2 separate regions of the Mus musculus genome follow, and region 1 is linked to region 2. The links are chromatin contacts, called in public Hi-C maps. All regions are on one chromosome and are shown on one strand. The core of a region is the stretch at or near the end of the contact, and the rest is flanking DNA. Distances in the headings are between cores, read along the strand shown. Region 1 overlaps Lars2 (leucyl-tRNA synthetase, mitochondrial). Region 2 has its middle 24 kb from the start of Tmem158.

The links. Hi-C and Micro-C count contacts between places; a contact is called where the count stands out from the background.
Region 1: a Hi-C map of bone marrow-derived macrophages shows a contact between it and region 2, with 31 read pairs. The contact joins two enhancer-like sites. A contact is called at or near these places in 7 of 484 Hi-C or Micro-C datasets (B cells, the Ba/F3 cell line, the G1E-ER4 cell line and 4 more), 1 of 115 datasets of contacts at active chromatin or transcription factors (T-cell acute lymphoblastic leukemia) and 2 of 9 other capture datasets (adipose tissue and pancreatic islet).

The regions. Positions count from the first base shown.
Region 1 is chr9:123,445,479-123,452,526 of GRCm38.p6, forward strand. All of the region lies in intron 14 of Lars2 (leucyl-tRNA synthetase, mitochondrial), which reads left to right. Among named protein-coding and RNA genes, the nearest start is that of Gm40586, 15 kb to the right of the region's middle. Within about 2 kb of position 4,908, at least 10 of the 459 cell types and tissues checked have an H3K27ac peak or open chromatin away from gene starts, as enhancers often do. A contact at or near this core is called in bone marrow-derived macrophages, where this site is marked.
Region 2 is chr9:123,281,036-123,287,882 of GRCm38.p6, forward strand. No RefSeq gene overlaps it. Among named protein-coding and RNA genes, the nearest start is that of Tmem158, 24 kb to the left of the region's middle. Within about 2 kb of position 4,731, at least 63 of the 459 cell types and tissues checked have an H3K27ac peak or open chromatin away from gene starts, as enhancers often do. A contact at or near this core is called in bone marrow-derived macrophages, where this site is marked.

The DNA.
Region 1 (7,048 bases), core at 3,658-6,157, 160 kb after region 2:
TCAGATTCTCCAGCTGAGGTTGTGTGACCAGACAAGCAGCATGGCTCCAGTCCTAGAACTGTAACAGGATCAGCTTATGTGTGTAGATTTTCGGGAAAGTTTCTTATTTCGCCATGGTCAATGAATGTAAGTTTAATGGCTTTTCTGTGCTAACCAACTGTGAGCAGCTTCCTAATGCCTACGTGGCTTCAGTGGCTCCTGCTGTACTGGAGGGTTTGGTCTCCAGCTGTCCTATCTAGTCTTCGCCATCCCGTCTCCGCTCAGGAGTCCCTAGATCACTTAGAGAACTGGCTAAATAAACTGTGCTTTCTGAGTGTCTGGGATTTTTGTTGTTTCTTTATTCTGCTTTGGTTTTGCCAGCTCAATGACACATTTTAAGCAGTGTATTTTATACCATGTGTTGCCTTTTTAGTTATTTTTCTGTTAGGACAATAAATTACAGTCTCCTGTATGCATAATGTTAGCAGAATGACCCCAGGTCATCCTGTTAAATACCTAAGTACTTACTAGCTCTACAGGAAGTGCACAGCTCCCTTCCAGCTTCCCACCTTCCCTCTGTAATCTGGGCTTTTGTTTCTTTTCATATTCCAGAACAACATAGTATTTTTCTTATCCTCCCCCTATGAATATGTCTTGATGGTAACCTAGAACTGATACTTTTGTCTTTGTCTCCTAAGTCTTGGGGTTATGGGCAAGTAACTGTGCCCAGCCTGACTGCTCACTTGTGGATGTTACATATGTAACTGTGCCCAACCTGACTGCTCACTTGTGGATGTTACATATGTAACTGTGCCCAGCCTGACTGCTCACTTGTGGATGTTACATATGCTACCCAGTGTCTTTGATTTTTTTTTAAGATTATTTATTTAATTTATGTATGTGAATCCATTGTTGCTCTCTTCAGACACACGAGAAGAGGGCATCAGATCCCATTACAGATGGTTGTGAGCCACCATGTGGTTGCTGGAAATTGAACTCAGGACCTCTAGAAGAGCAGTCATTGCTCTCAACCCTGGAGCCATCTCTCTAGCCCGAGAAACAGTTTTTCTCTTAGGCATCTTCTTTGGAGAAACATTTGTTGTCCATTTGTGAGTTATCTGGGTCACTGGCTTTTAATTCTTGAGTTTTTAGTTATTTTGTAGTATGGAACACTTCTGGGTATACGACATATTTACATGGAACAAGAAAAAAATGTGTTAAGCTTGCATAAAAATGCATCACTGAAAAGCCCACTTCAGCGGGTGGGGGTGGGGTGGGGTGGTGGGGTGGGGAGGTGTTGCCTCAGGAAAGGCATCTTCCTGGAGCTCTCCTCTATTACCTGCAGACAGCTCAGGAGGCTAAAGTCTCTTCTCTCCAGCAATCAGTATTGCCGAGATAACCTTGGGGAGGGACCTGCTGAATTATTTAAGTTTCAGAAACTTTTTAAGACTTGTGAGTTATTTATTTCCTGAGCCCCATTAAGTTTCATTTACTTCCCGAGTCTTAGGAGTCTCCCGCCAGGACAGAATGTTTTAATTTGGAGGAAATTACCATGCAGTACCACTATTCTAACCATTATTTGAGAATGTTATTTATATATATTTAAAAGACCTATCTTGCCATCTTCTAATTAAAGGAAAACACTTTCTAGTATATAATTCATATATAAACGGATGGCCATTTCTATACTAAAATCTAAAATTGCAAAGCATGCTGTCGTGGGCTGGAGAGATGAGATGGCTCAGCAGTTCTGAGCAATGGCTGTTCTTCTAGAGGACCCAGTTTGATTCTGTGGACACACATGGTGACTAACACCTGTAACTGCAGTTCCAGGAAATCCAGTGCCCCCTTCTGGCCTCTGTGCACACTGCACACATGGAGTGCACAGATACTCATGTAGGCAAAATATTCATACACATCAAATAAAATTTTAAGAATTACTTATTATTAATCACATAATATTTTAAATTAGTATATTTAGTATTTGTTAATGATCAACTTATGAATTGCTTATGGGATACCGTTACAAGAAAATAAACATAGCATAGAACTGCAGAAACAATACTTAAATGATATAATTGATAGAAAAGTGAAATAAACTTGGTATGTAAAAGGCATTGACAGGGCTGAAGAAAGGAAATGCGTATGCAGATATGTGTGCTGTTGATTGAAGTAGCTAAAGAAAGCAGTATTACTGGCAAATGCTAACAAATAACTGTGGTGGTTTGAATAGAGTCTTTGATTTTTTTTGACTTTGTGGAAATTTTGATGGTTTTCTCCATCAAAACATACATATTTCCCATTTTTTATTTCTGCATAGTGTGTCATAATTGATTAAATCATTTACTTATTTTTGTAATATATTATTATTTTTTAAAAGAGTGATGTTTTATTTCTCAGCAAGAAAGGGAAGTATATCTTAAGAGTCAGTCCTAACATTGAAATCTTGGGTCAACATAGATAGATAGGTTGATTGATAGAGATATATATTTCCCTACCTTGGGACAGAAGCAGGCAAATCTCTTGAGTTCTAGGCCTTCGAGAGCTGCATAGTGAGAAGGTATTAGTTTATGTGTGTGTGCACGAGGGTGGGCCTGTGCTTGTCTGTTTTCTTTGGGGTTCAGAAGACAACTTGCAGTGTCAGTTCTCTCCTCCCACCATGTAGGTCCCGGGGATTGAACTGAGGTCCTCGAGCATCTTCAGGCACTTAGTCATCTTGCCTGCCCTATTTTAAATGGTTTGATAGATAAGAATGTTTGACTTTTGTACATGCCTGGAATCCCACTACTCAGAGGGCAAAGGTAGTAGGATTGGCCCTGTCTCAACCTAAAACTACGTCTATAACCTTCAGATTCTCCATAAAGCAGACAGAGATTTAGCTTCGTTAGAATGAGGGTGCTGGAGGCTCCACCCTTATCCACTCTGCCAGCTCTGGTTAGAACTCTACTGTATGAAAACCATGCTGGGTGCAACTGAGTCCTGAAACTGGCCTTCTGCTTCTTACCCCCAGAGACTTTGATGTATGAGAACAACATTTCTGCATCAGAACACTAAAAATTGATATCACTGGGCCCATCAGATAATTAGTTAAAATGCTTGTGGTTCAGGATCTGCTACTCAGTCCATTTTGCATTTTGTATCTGTGAAAACAGATTTGCTGGTTGTGGGTTGTGTCCTTTTACTGTCATGGTCTCATGGTAATTTTATGTGTTTTCCTTTTTTCTGTACTCACCACCTGGCCCAGACCAGCCTAGAACTCTTGTTCTTCCTCCCTCAGTGTTGGGATTATTTATAGTGTGCACCACCACAGCCAGCCATGGGATTATTTATGGTGTGCACCACCACACCCAGCCAGACTTTGGCAGTGATTACATAATAATTTTAAAAAGCAGCCATTTACAGAATATAGTCTGCAAAAAGGAGACCCAGGGAGGATCCTGGTAATTTTGGGTGAGGGCAGGCCTCAACTTGGTTTCTTGGTTCTGCATCAGCAGCCACCTGGTGCAGTCAGAGGAGTGGGCAGCTGTCTGTCCAGGGCTTCAGTATTCATTATAAATAACACTAAAAGTAACCTGTCAATCTATGCTTAGAATATCCTGAGCTTGCTTGCTCTCTTCCTTCTTTCCACCCTTTAAAGGTAGGACAGAGGAGGAACCTGGACTAACCTAGAAACGGTGAAGATTCCAGCACTTGTCTTCCTGCTTACACAGGTTATATTTCACTGTTGATAAAAAAAAAAAAAAAAATCTGCCTCCAAGGTGCAATTGAAGGGGTCAGGAGAATCTGGGCCACCCTCCTGCTCTTGGAAGACAGTACTGGGATGCAAGAGTCTCTCATTCTCATTCTTAGTAGACCACATCTGCCTTTCTAGGAGAATCACATTGGCTCAGAGAAGTCTGCAGAAATGAAGTGCTGCTGAGGCTCAGGGGAGCCTGGGGGACCATAGCCAGGCCACTGGAACTCATGCAATTTTAAAAACATTCTACTTATGTGGGTGTTTTGCCTGTGTGCATGTCTGTTCACCACATATGTACAGTGCCCCAGGGTCCAGAAGAAGGCATTGGATCCCTGGAACTGGGGTTAAAGACAGTAAGATGTCTTATAGGTGCTGGCAATCACTGGGACAACCAGTGCTCTTAATTACTGAGCCATCTCTCCAGCTCCTACCCCTTTTCCCATGCCAAGTTTTATCATCCCTATACTAAATCATCTGTCTGAGACAGTGCCTGCTGGGCTGTAACTTGGAGAAGCTGGGGTCTAGATGGATCTAGTAGCATAAATTTCAGAGATTGAGACACATTCATTATCAGAGTCTTAGTCCTGGTGCAGCTGTTCTACAGGAGACCTGCCAATTGTGGGAAAAGGACCAGTGTGGACAGCCTTGGGCCCTCACTCAGAAACTGTTTGAAGTAATTTTGAAATAAAAAAGTAAGTGATTCTGGTAGTAGTCAAACTAGTCAGGTGGCAGAGGAGACAGAGTGCCTGGGGGAAGTGGGTCGGCATGCTAGGTGCTGTTTGCGTGTCTGTGTTTACACAGGTGTCTGTCATGAAGATTCATCAAGGTGTACCTACCCCAGAACTAGTGTACTTCTCAGTGTGACTGTTAAATGTCATTTGACAGTTTTCTTTGAACATAGGAAGGAGAGAGGAGGTGGAAATAGAGACAGTGAGAGGAAGAGGAGGGAGAGGGAAGAAGAGAGGAGAGAGGGAGGAAAAGAGAAAGGGAGAGGACGGGGAGAGGGAAAGGGAAGAAGAAAGGGGGAGAGAGGGAAGAAGGAAAGACAGATGGAAAGGGAGGGGGGAGAGACAGGGAGAGAGAGAGACAGTGACAGAGACAGAGAAAGAAGGGAAAGGGAGAGAGGGAGATTTAAAAGCTAGAGTACAGTTCTAGGGTCTGGCTGGCAAGTTGCAATTCTACACATCCCCAGAAGGTGGCAGTGGTGGGTCACTTGATTATATAAAAAACAAAACCAAACAAAACCCCAATGATAGATAATAAATAACAGCGTTTCTTTTTGAATGTTAACAGTACTTGATTTTTTCCACCTTTGTAAATGTGCCCTATCTCTCACCATTGCTTCTTTTTTATAAAGATTTATTTACTTATTTTACTTTATTTACTTGTTTTAGAACTTTGTCTGCATGCATAGCTGTATACCAGAAGGCAGCATCAGATCCCATTATAGATGGTTGGGAGCTGCCATGTGGGTGCTGGGAATTCAACTCAGAACCTCTGGAAAGCAGCCGCTGCTCTTGACCACTGAGCCATCTCTCCAGTCTCCCACCACTGTTTCCATCTACTCCTATGCATGTGTTACATGCACGTGTGCACACACACAAATACATACATACTCACTAAAAGCCCTTAGAACAGGACGGTGGGATGCATCTCAGGCAGAACATGTACTTAGCACCTGGACCCTGAGGAAATTATGGTGCAGCATGGGACTGATATACACAAAAATCAGAAATATTCCTGGCCCTCATCTCTCTCACTCTCTTGTCTGCCCCATCTGCTCTCTTGAATCTACTAGAAAATGTCTTCCTCCTTGTTACTACCTACCCATAGCTGTTGGGCAGGGGCCACTTGGGCCAGTACTCGCCTAAATCAGATAACCTTGAACATGAAGTAAGGATCTTCTGGGATTAGCCTGCAAGACTATTCTGGTTTATAACTTGTGGTTAGGTTTCTGGTTTTCTGATTCCCTGAGTAGAAGCTCCCAATACCTGCCCACCCCTCCCCCCCAACCCCATGTCAGTGACGTTGCACCCCAGAGCTAGGATGTTGGAAGGTCTGCCATGGCAGTATAACTGAACGAATCTCTAGTTGTCCAGAGCAACATGAAATACTTGCATAGGATGGTGTCTGGAATTACTTGCTGAAATGCATCAAGTGAATCAGGCAGATTCTTCGAAAATAAAATAATATAGGGTAAAGAATTTGAGTGTTTCTTAAGAATAAACCATTGTAGTGACTGTGGTGGTGCATGCCTTTAATCTCAGCACCCAGGGTACAGAGGTAGGTAGATTTCCGAGTTTAATCTACATAGAGAGTTCCAGTCCAGCCAAGGCTTCAGAGCGAGACATTGTCAGAGGGATTGGGGGAAGTTTATTGGAGCACAGGCTGGAACAATGGATGGCTCAGCAGTTATGTTCACTGGCTTCTCTTCTGGAGGACCTACTATGCCTGCTGCTATGCTTCCCCACTGTGATGGTCAAGAACTCTAACCCTCTTCAATCATGAGCCCCAAGTTAAATCCTTTTGTTTATAAGTTGCCTTGGTCATGTTGTTTTCTCATGGTGTCTTAGGGTTTTATTGCTGTGAAGAGACACCCTGACCAAGACGACTCTTACACATGAAACATTTAACTGGGGCTGGCTTATAGGTTCAGAAGTTCAGTCTATTATCAGTGTGACAGGAAGTATAGCAGTGTGCAGGCAGACATGCTGCTGGAGTAGCTGGGAGTTCTATATCTTGATCTGAAGGCAGCAAAGGGGGACTGGAATTCTACACTGGGTGAAGCTTGAGCAAATATAAGACCACAAAGCCCTACCCCCGCAGTGTTATCCTTCCTCCAACAAAACCACACCTACTCCAACAAGGCCACACCTCCTAATAGTGCCAATCCCTATGGGCCAAGCATTTAAACACATGAGTCTATGGGAACCAAACCTGATCAAACCACCACACGTGATATGCAACTAACACACACACCAGCTGTTGGTAGCTGTCTCCTTAGAGTGTAATAGGCTAGGAAGAACAGGTAGATAATCCTTTGATTTTAACAGAAATGACCCATTCCTGTCCAACTCATTAGATTTAAAACTTTAAGACAGTCTAAGCAGGTCCTGTGTTAAGGGAAATAGTAAGCACCCTTCACAAGGACAGCCTTCAGTACTCCCTCTTGGCCCCTCTGTGCTGTGCCTGATGGGCAGCTGACACGGGCTCTGTTTTCATGCAGTCACTTGAACCCATCTTCCCATCCATAACTTGGCAAGTTTTTCTTCCTCCCATCTTATAGGTTGGCAAACTGGACTCCCAGAGCAAGGAAGTGGCTTTTGTGGCTCA
Region 2 (6,847 bases), core at 3,481-5,980:
GAGAGGGGGCCTTTTCCAGCTCCCCTGTAGTCCTTTCTCTAAGCAAATATGGTTCCCTGCAGCCTTCAAAAAGCAAACAAGATCAACTGAACAGAACCCATCATGTGTTTCTTTTTGGCCTGTTCATTCAGAGAGCTCCATCAAGCTAAAGCTGATCTCTGCTATTCTAACCCCAGGACATGGCCCTGGTCTCAAAGTGTTTTCAGTTGAATGCAGCAATGAGCAAGGTAGGCATCACTATTCCTCCCCATAGCCTTCTAAAGATTTATTTTAATTTTATGTGTACAAATATTTATCTGCATGAATGTATACATACCACATTCATTCCTGGTACCTGAGTTACAGATGGCTGTGAGCTACTATATGGATGCTCAGAGCTGAATTTGGCTCTCCAAGGGCTCTTAACCATTAAGTGACGGTCTCTCCACCCCTCATCCTTTACTGTTCCAATTTACAGTAGTGTAGAACAGGGGAGCTCACCAGAGTCAAAGCCACTTTACAACAGAGCCCAGTTTAAACCCAGATCGCCCCACATCCACTACCTTGGGCACCTTGTAGACATCTTCCCAGGCAAGTTTGCTCCAACCTTCTCATACACATACTGCTTTGGTCTACACTCTGACTGCTGTATTCTCTGTCAGGCATGTCAGGTTTCTAGGTCCATGACAAAACAAAACAAAACAAAACAAAACAAAACAAACAAACAAACAACAACAACAACAAAACCCAAACCAAAAAAAAAAAAAAAAACCAAAAAAAAACCCTCTTTCTTAAACTTTTAAAATGTATTTGTGTGTGAATCTTCAGGAGGGGCAGTATACTGTTAATGTGTTTCAGTGAGACACAGTTGGACACCTGAGCTCCAGTCACATCATTACAGCTCCTTCATGACTCAGATATTGATCTTAATTAAGAAGTGGTGCTGATGCAGAACTAGAGGTGGCAGGAGGATGTGGTGACAACAGACCTCCGTGAGGAGGGATAATGATGGGAATCTTGTTTGTTCAAAGAAATTTCCAGCATTTTCTTCTCCCACTAGAGTCATGACTAAATTTTCTTCTTCTTTTTCAATTGGTAAAATGTATCCACAAGTTCTCAGCTCAGGGAAAGAAACTCAAACCCAAGATCCAGATTACTGGCTCACCCTGTCTCTTTAGCAGCTGCTTTTAATGGGCATTGAATCAATATCATTGAACCCACAGGCTTCCCAAAGCAGATGAGGCCAGATGCCCAGTTCTGAGGCAGGGGGAGCTTGGAGGTGTTATGGAGATGGACCAGACAGCGCTGGGCTGTGAGACAGTAACCAAGCAACCAGCACACTCATTCTGAAAAACAGGACAACAAGCAGGCAAGACATAATGGCCACCAAGTCTGAGCAGGAAAAAGATGAACACAGTCCAGAGCTCCAAGGGCCAGGGAACATTTGGGTACCAGTGATGATAGTCCCAGACAGCCAAGACAAGGATTTATAAATTCAGCATCATTAAATGACAACCAAAGATCCTTGATGTGGGAGTGAGACTCCAGGTCACAGAGGAGCTTCCTAATGCTTCGATTTAAAGACAAAGCTGTCTATTTTAAAATGTATATTATATTTATTGTGTGTACAGACATGTGTGCATATGCATGCACACATTCATATGGAGGTAAGGCCAAAACACAAAAATTGGTTCTCTCCTTCCACTGTGTAGGTCCTAGGAATTGAACTCAGGCTATTGGGCTCAGCAGCAGATTTCTTTTCTAGTTAAGTTATTTCATGGTCCTCAATATGAAACTATTTTCATAATCAATAAATAGCAAATGAGAGCAGTTAACAAAATGAAGGTATCCTCACCATTCTCCTACTGAGTGGCTCACAGGCAAATGAATGAAAGCAGGTTAATAACTAAGCTTTCTGACTTAGATCCAGAAGCCTGCCCTGCCCTGCCTTGGAAGCATGAGATGCAAGGGGCTGCAAGGCCTATGAAAGAGGCCTTCAGATTTTCAGCCATCAGAGAAGTGACAGCTTAAACAAAATTTCATTCCATGCTCCTAGAATGATGTGGTGGATAGTATTGACACATAAAGGAGAGTTATCTGAAAGGTTAGAACTTTAATTGAGAAAATGTCCCCACAAGATCTGACTGTAGGGCATTTTCTTAATTACTGATCAGTGGGGAAGGGTCCAGCCCAGTGGGAGTAGTGCCATCCTTGGGCTAGTGGTCCTAGGTTCTATAAGAAAGCAGGCTGAGCAAGTCACAAGGAGCAAGTCAGGAAGCAACACCCCTCCATGTCCTCTGTATCAGATCCTGCCTCCAGATTCCTGTCCTGTTTGGCTTCCTAGCCTGACTTTCTTCAATGATGGACTACAATCTAGACGTGTAAGCCAAATAAACCCTTTCCCCCACAACTTGATTTTCGTCATGGTGTTTCATCATAGCAATAGTAACCCTAACTAAGACAGATGGTTAAGATCAGAAAGATGGCAGACACACAGAGCACCTGTTGATTGGAGCACAGCATAGCACAGGCATCTTGGGAATGGGCTGTTTCTTATAAAATTAAACATGCACACATTTCCACAATGACCCAGCGGTTCTGTTCTCAGATGTTCATGCAAGAGAATGAAAACACATGCCCACAAGATGGCTTGTGCATTAATGTTCATAGGCAATGTTATCTCCAATAATAAACTTGAAGACCACCCAAGTGCCCATTAATAGAAAAAAACTGATGAATTTCCATATAATAAAAAACTTTCAACCCATTATACTAAAGCTATAGTATATGAAACCCATGAATGACACTCACAGGTATTCTAGAGAGCCAAGAAAGGGTCTATATGCACTTCTATGCAATCTGCAACAGTAACAAAAGTAATTCAAATGTGGTTGAGGGTGGGGCTGGTGTCTGGGAGGAGCTATGATGCTGAAATTTTTCTATAGTAAATTTTGGGTGATGGCTCTGGGGTGTAAATATTTGCCAACATCCATCAAGCTGGAAAACCTAGGATTTTCACTTTGATGAGTGCCAATTACACCTTTATTTTAAAAATAATAAATATAGAGATGGGAGTAGTAGCTCATATTTGTAATCTCATAGTAAAGAGGCTGGGGCAGAAAAATAATGAGTTCAAGACTAGTCTGGGTCTACATAGCAAAAGTGTTTGCTTGTTTAGTTTGCTTTATTTTGTTTTTCCAGACAAGGTTTCTCTGCATAGCCCTGGCTATCCTGGAACTCACTCTGTAGACCAGGCTGGCCTGGAATTCAGAGATCTTCCTGCCTCTGCCTCCCAAGTGGTGGGATAAAAGGCTTGTGCTCCCTGGTGCAGCAAGATTCATTTTAACACAACACTAACAATAGTAATAGTAAGAGCCATAGGCTAATGAATCTAGATACAGTATAGCAGTAAAGTAGACCTCATGACTTGATTTTATCATTCCATGCCTTTGAGCTTCAACGGGACTTAAAAATATATCACAAGGTAGCTCCTTATGATTATTAATATTGTTTGTCAGTGTGACAGGATCTAGGATCACCTAGCAGACAGACCTCTAACCATGTCCGTGAAGATTTTCCTAGATTAGGCTACTTGATGTAGAAAGGCTCATTCTGGATGTGGGCAGCAGCATCCTATGGAGTGGGGACTCTGCGTTGGATAAAAAAGGAGAAAGGGAGCTAAGGACCAAGTCATCTCTTCCTTCTGACTGCAGATGTAATGTGTCCCCACAATTCCTGGTGCCATGTCAGGTATCAGGGTCAGAGCCTCCTTCAACCTGTTTTCTGGTTTGGTGTGGCAAGTGACCCATAAAGATAAAATCCATTAGAGAAGTTTCAGAATAATTCAAAATCCTGACACAAGACCACTTTGAATGTGTTTCTGTTTTTAATCAGTCAGGGGCATAATTTAACAAGTGTAGGTCTTGGTTTTTACTGTCTTGAGTATTCTTCTAAGGTACTTAGCAGTTTTCAGAGTTGTTCTTCTTTGACAGCTCCGGTGCCCTCCAAGAAGCTGCACTGTTGCCTTATCCTTCCTTCCAAGGAGCTACACTGTTGCCTGACCCTCCCTTTAAGAAGCTACACTGTTGCCTGACCCTCCCTTTAAGAAGCTACACTGTTGCCTGACCCTCCCTTTAAGAAGCTACACTGTTGCCTGACCCTCCCTTTAAGAAGCTACACTGTTGCCTGACCCTCCCTTTAAGAAGCTACACTGTTGCCTGACCCTCCCTTTAAGAAGCTACACTGTTGCCTGACCCTCCCTTTAAGAAGCTACACTGTTGCCTGACCCTCCCTTTAAGAAGCTACACTGTTGCCTGTCCCTCTCCTTTAAGGAGCTACACTATTGCTTGACCCTCCCCTCACTGTTTCCACCATCTTGCCATACTTTTTGATTATTTACATGTCATAGCACACATTTGGGGTTCTGTTCTGTAGCTAACATCCCCTGAGTACCTGCTCTACATGGACATAATCATTGTATAGATACTTTATTTACTTTTTACAACCTTCCTCCAGGACAGTGACCACTTGATGTTTTATAGAGAAACTGAGGTGTGGGGGCATTAGGGAGTTCATCTAAGGAAAAGTGACAGTATCAGATGGAACGAGATGGCTGCCCTCCCAGAGCAGTAAGCAGGAAGGCCTAAATGTTTTTATCACTGTCTAGAGAGAGCCTTAGAAGCCAGCCACAGGGGAAGCTGGCTCTGTTTGCTTCTCACTGTCAGCCAGAGAAGCTTAGGCTGGCCAGGCCAAACCACACCTGCCACCCAGCAGGCCTGCCTCAGCATGCACAGGAGTAGAACAACCGAGCCAGGGGTCAGTATGTTTGTTTGAGGAAGCATTCTGCTGCTGACTCACTCGGTGATTTTGGTGAGGGGGGAGGTGTCATTGCACAGCCCGTCTGACAGTCTAGGCTTCTACCCACAAAGACGGACAGACAGCAATGTCTTGTAATCATTGTCTTTTGGCCTCTGCTTTAGAAGTAATGTTTTGGGTGTTCTACCAAGTATTATTAAATTGTAAGAGTTGAAGAGATAAGTTTTATTTGTGTAAGTTATATCTAAATAAAACTGATTTTAAAAAAACTAGACAAGACTACAAGTTATCACCCAATCTGCTATCCCCTTGCAGTGAAATCAATAAACAATAAATAAATAAATAAATAAATACATAAATAAATAAATAATCATGACAGAAAGTCCTGGGTTCTTGCCTCTTCAAGGCCTGGCTAGTCTTGTAAAATTTTTAATTTTTTAAAATGTGTACAGATATTTCACCTTCTTATATATCTGTGTTCCATATGTGTGCAGTGCCCACAGTAGCCAGAATAGGATCCCCTGGCTATAGAATTATAGATGGTCTGGGATTTCATGTGGGTGCTGGCAATTGAATCCAGGTCCTCTGGAAGAACAGCTAGTGCTCTTAACCTCTGAGCTATCTCTCCAGTACCAGGGCATCTGGGAAGATGGAATGAGATTTTCTTCTATGGCTGAGTATTTGTAAAGCTGTTGACACCTTTGAAATCTCCACTTTCTGCAGAAATACATTTAGTGGATTATGACACTTGTTGGTGAAATGTTGAACAAAGTAGAGTTTTATGACAACTGACCTAGGAGATGAGTGTCTAAGGATGGTCATGGTCACAAGTTATCTCTTGGTTTGTGTAAATTATTTAATATGTGAACTCACACTTCCCTCCATACTCAAACATTTCCTTCCAGATCTCTTCCTGGCTATAGGAATTGAGTCACCTGATAGTCACCAATGAATGATCCAAGACCCTTGGAGAAACTACCTAGTTGTTACCCTTGGGGACCACTCTTCTCTAGCTCACATTTTCACATAAGTTCAATGAAGGGGGTCTAAGCCCATCTACTGAACAAGGGTTGGCATGATCTAGACCATAAAAGTACCCTGCAGGACCCATACTTAAACTAGGCGATTTTCCTCATCCACTCCAGAATTCAAAGGGTATTTGGGATTCAGGGTTTGACTTTCCTTGGGATTCCTTGAGTGGGAGCTGTTTGAAATCCTGGGTCTGAAACTCAGTGGTTAAAACTCCACATCTGATACCTAGACTTCAGATAAAATAAAAATTGTGGAAATCAATTCATTTCCCTCTATTCTAAAGGACAAAAATTTCTGTCATGTGTAAAAAAAGCAGCAGCAACAACAAAGATGAATGTATGTTTGTAGAGATTTTAAAAGCCCACAGTGGTGGCTGGGGAGATGGCTCAGTGAGTCAACTGCACAGCATGAGGTTCTAAGTCCTACCACCTTCATATAAACCAAGCACGAGGTAGATATATGTAAGACTCCAGTGATGGGGATGTGGAGACACGTGGATTCATGGAGCTTGCTGGCCAGCCAGTCCTGCTAAATCAGCAAAATCCAGGTTCAGGGAAGAGACCCTGTCTCAAAAAAACAAGGGGTACTGTGATTGAGGAAGATATCTGATGTTGGCTTCTGGCCTTCACAGATACACAGATACATATGCCACACAAACATACATGCACACATACACACACACACACACACACCAAACATGATACATATAAACTCACACACACACACCACATACAGCATGTAAGCACCACACACAGACACTCATATGCATACCACACACACACACACCTCAAACATGATACAGACACACACACACACATACCAAACACCCACACACATGCATGCACTACTCAGAGACACATACACACATTCGTGCATGTATACATACTTACATACATACACACACACAAACATACATACATACATACATACATACATACATACATACATACATACATACAAGAAAAAAGAACCATGAGCTCCATAAGGTCATAGATTTAGTTTTTATACTCTTCTTGGCTTT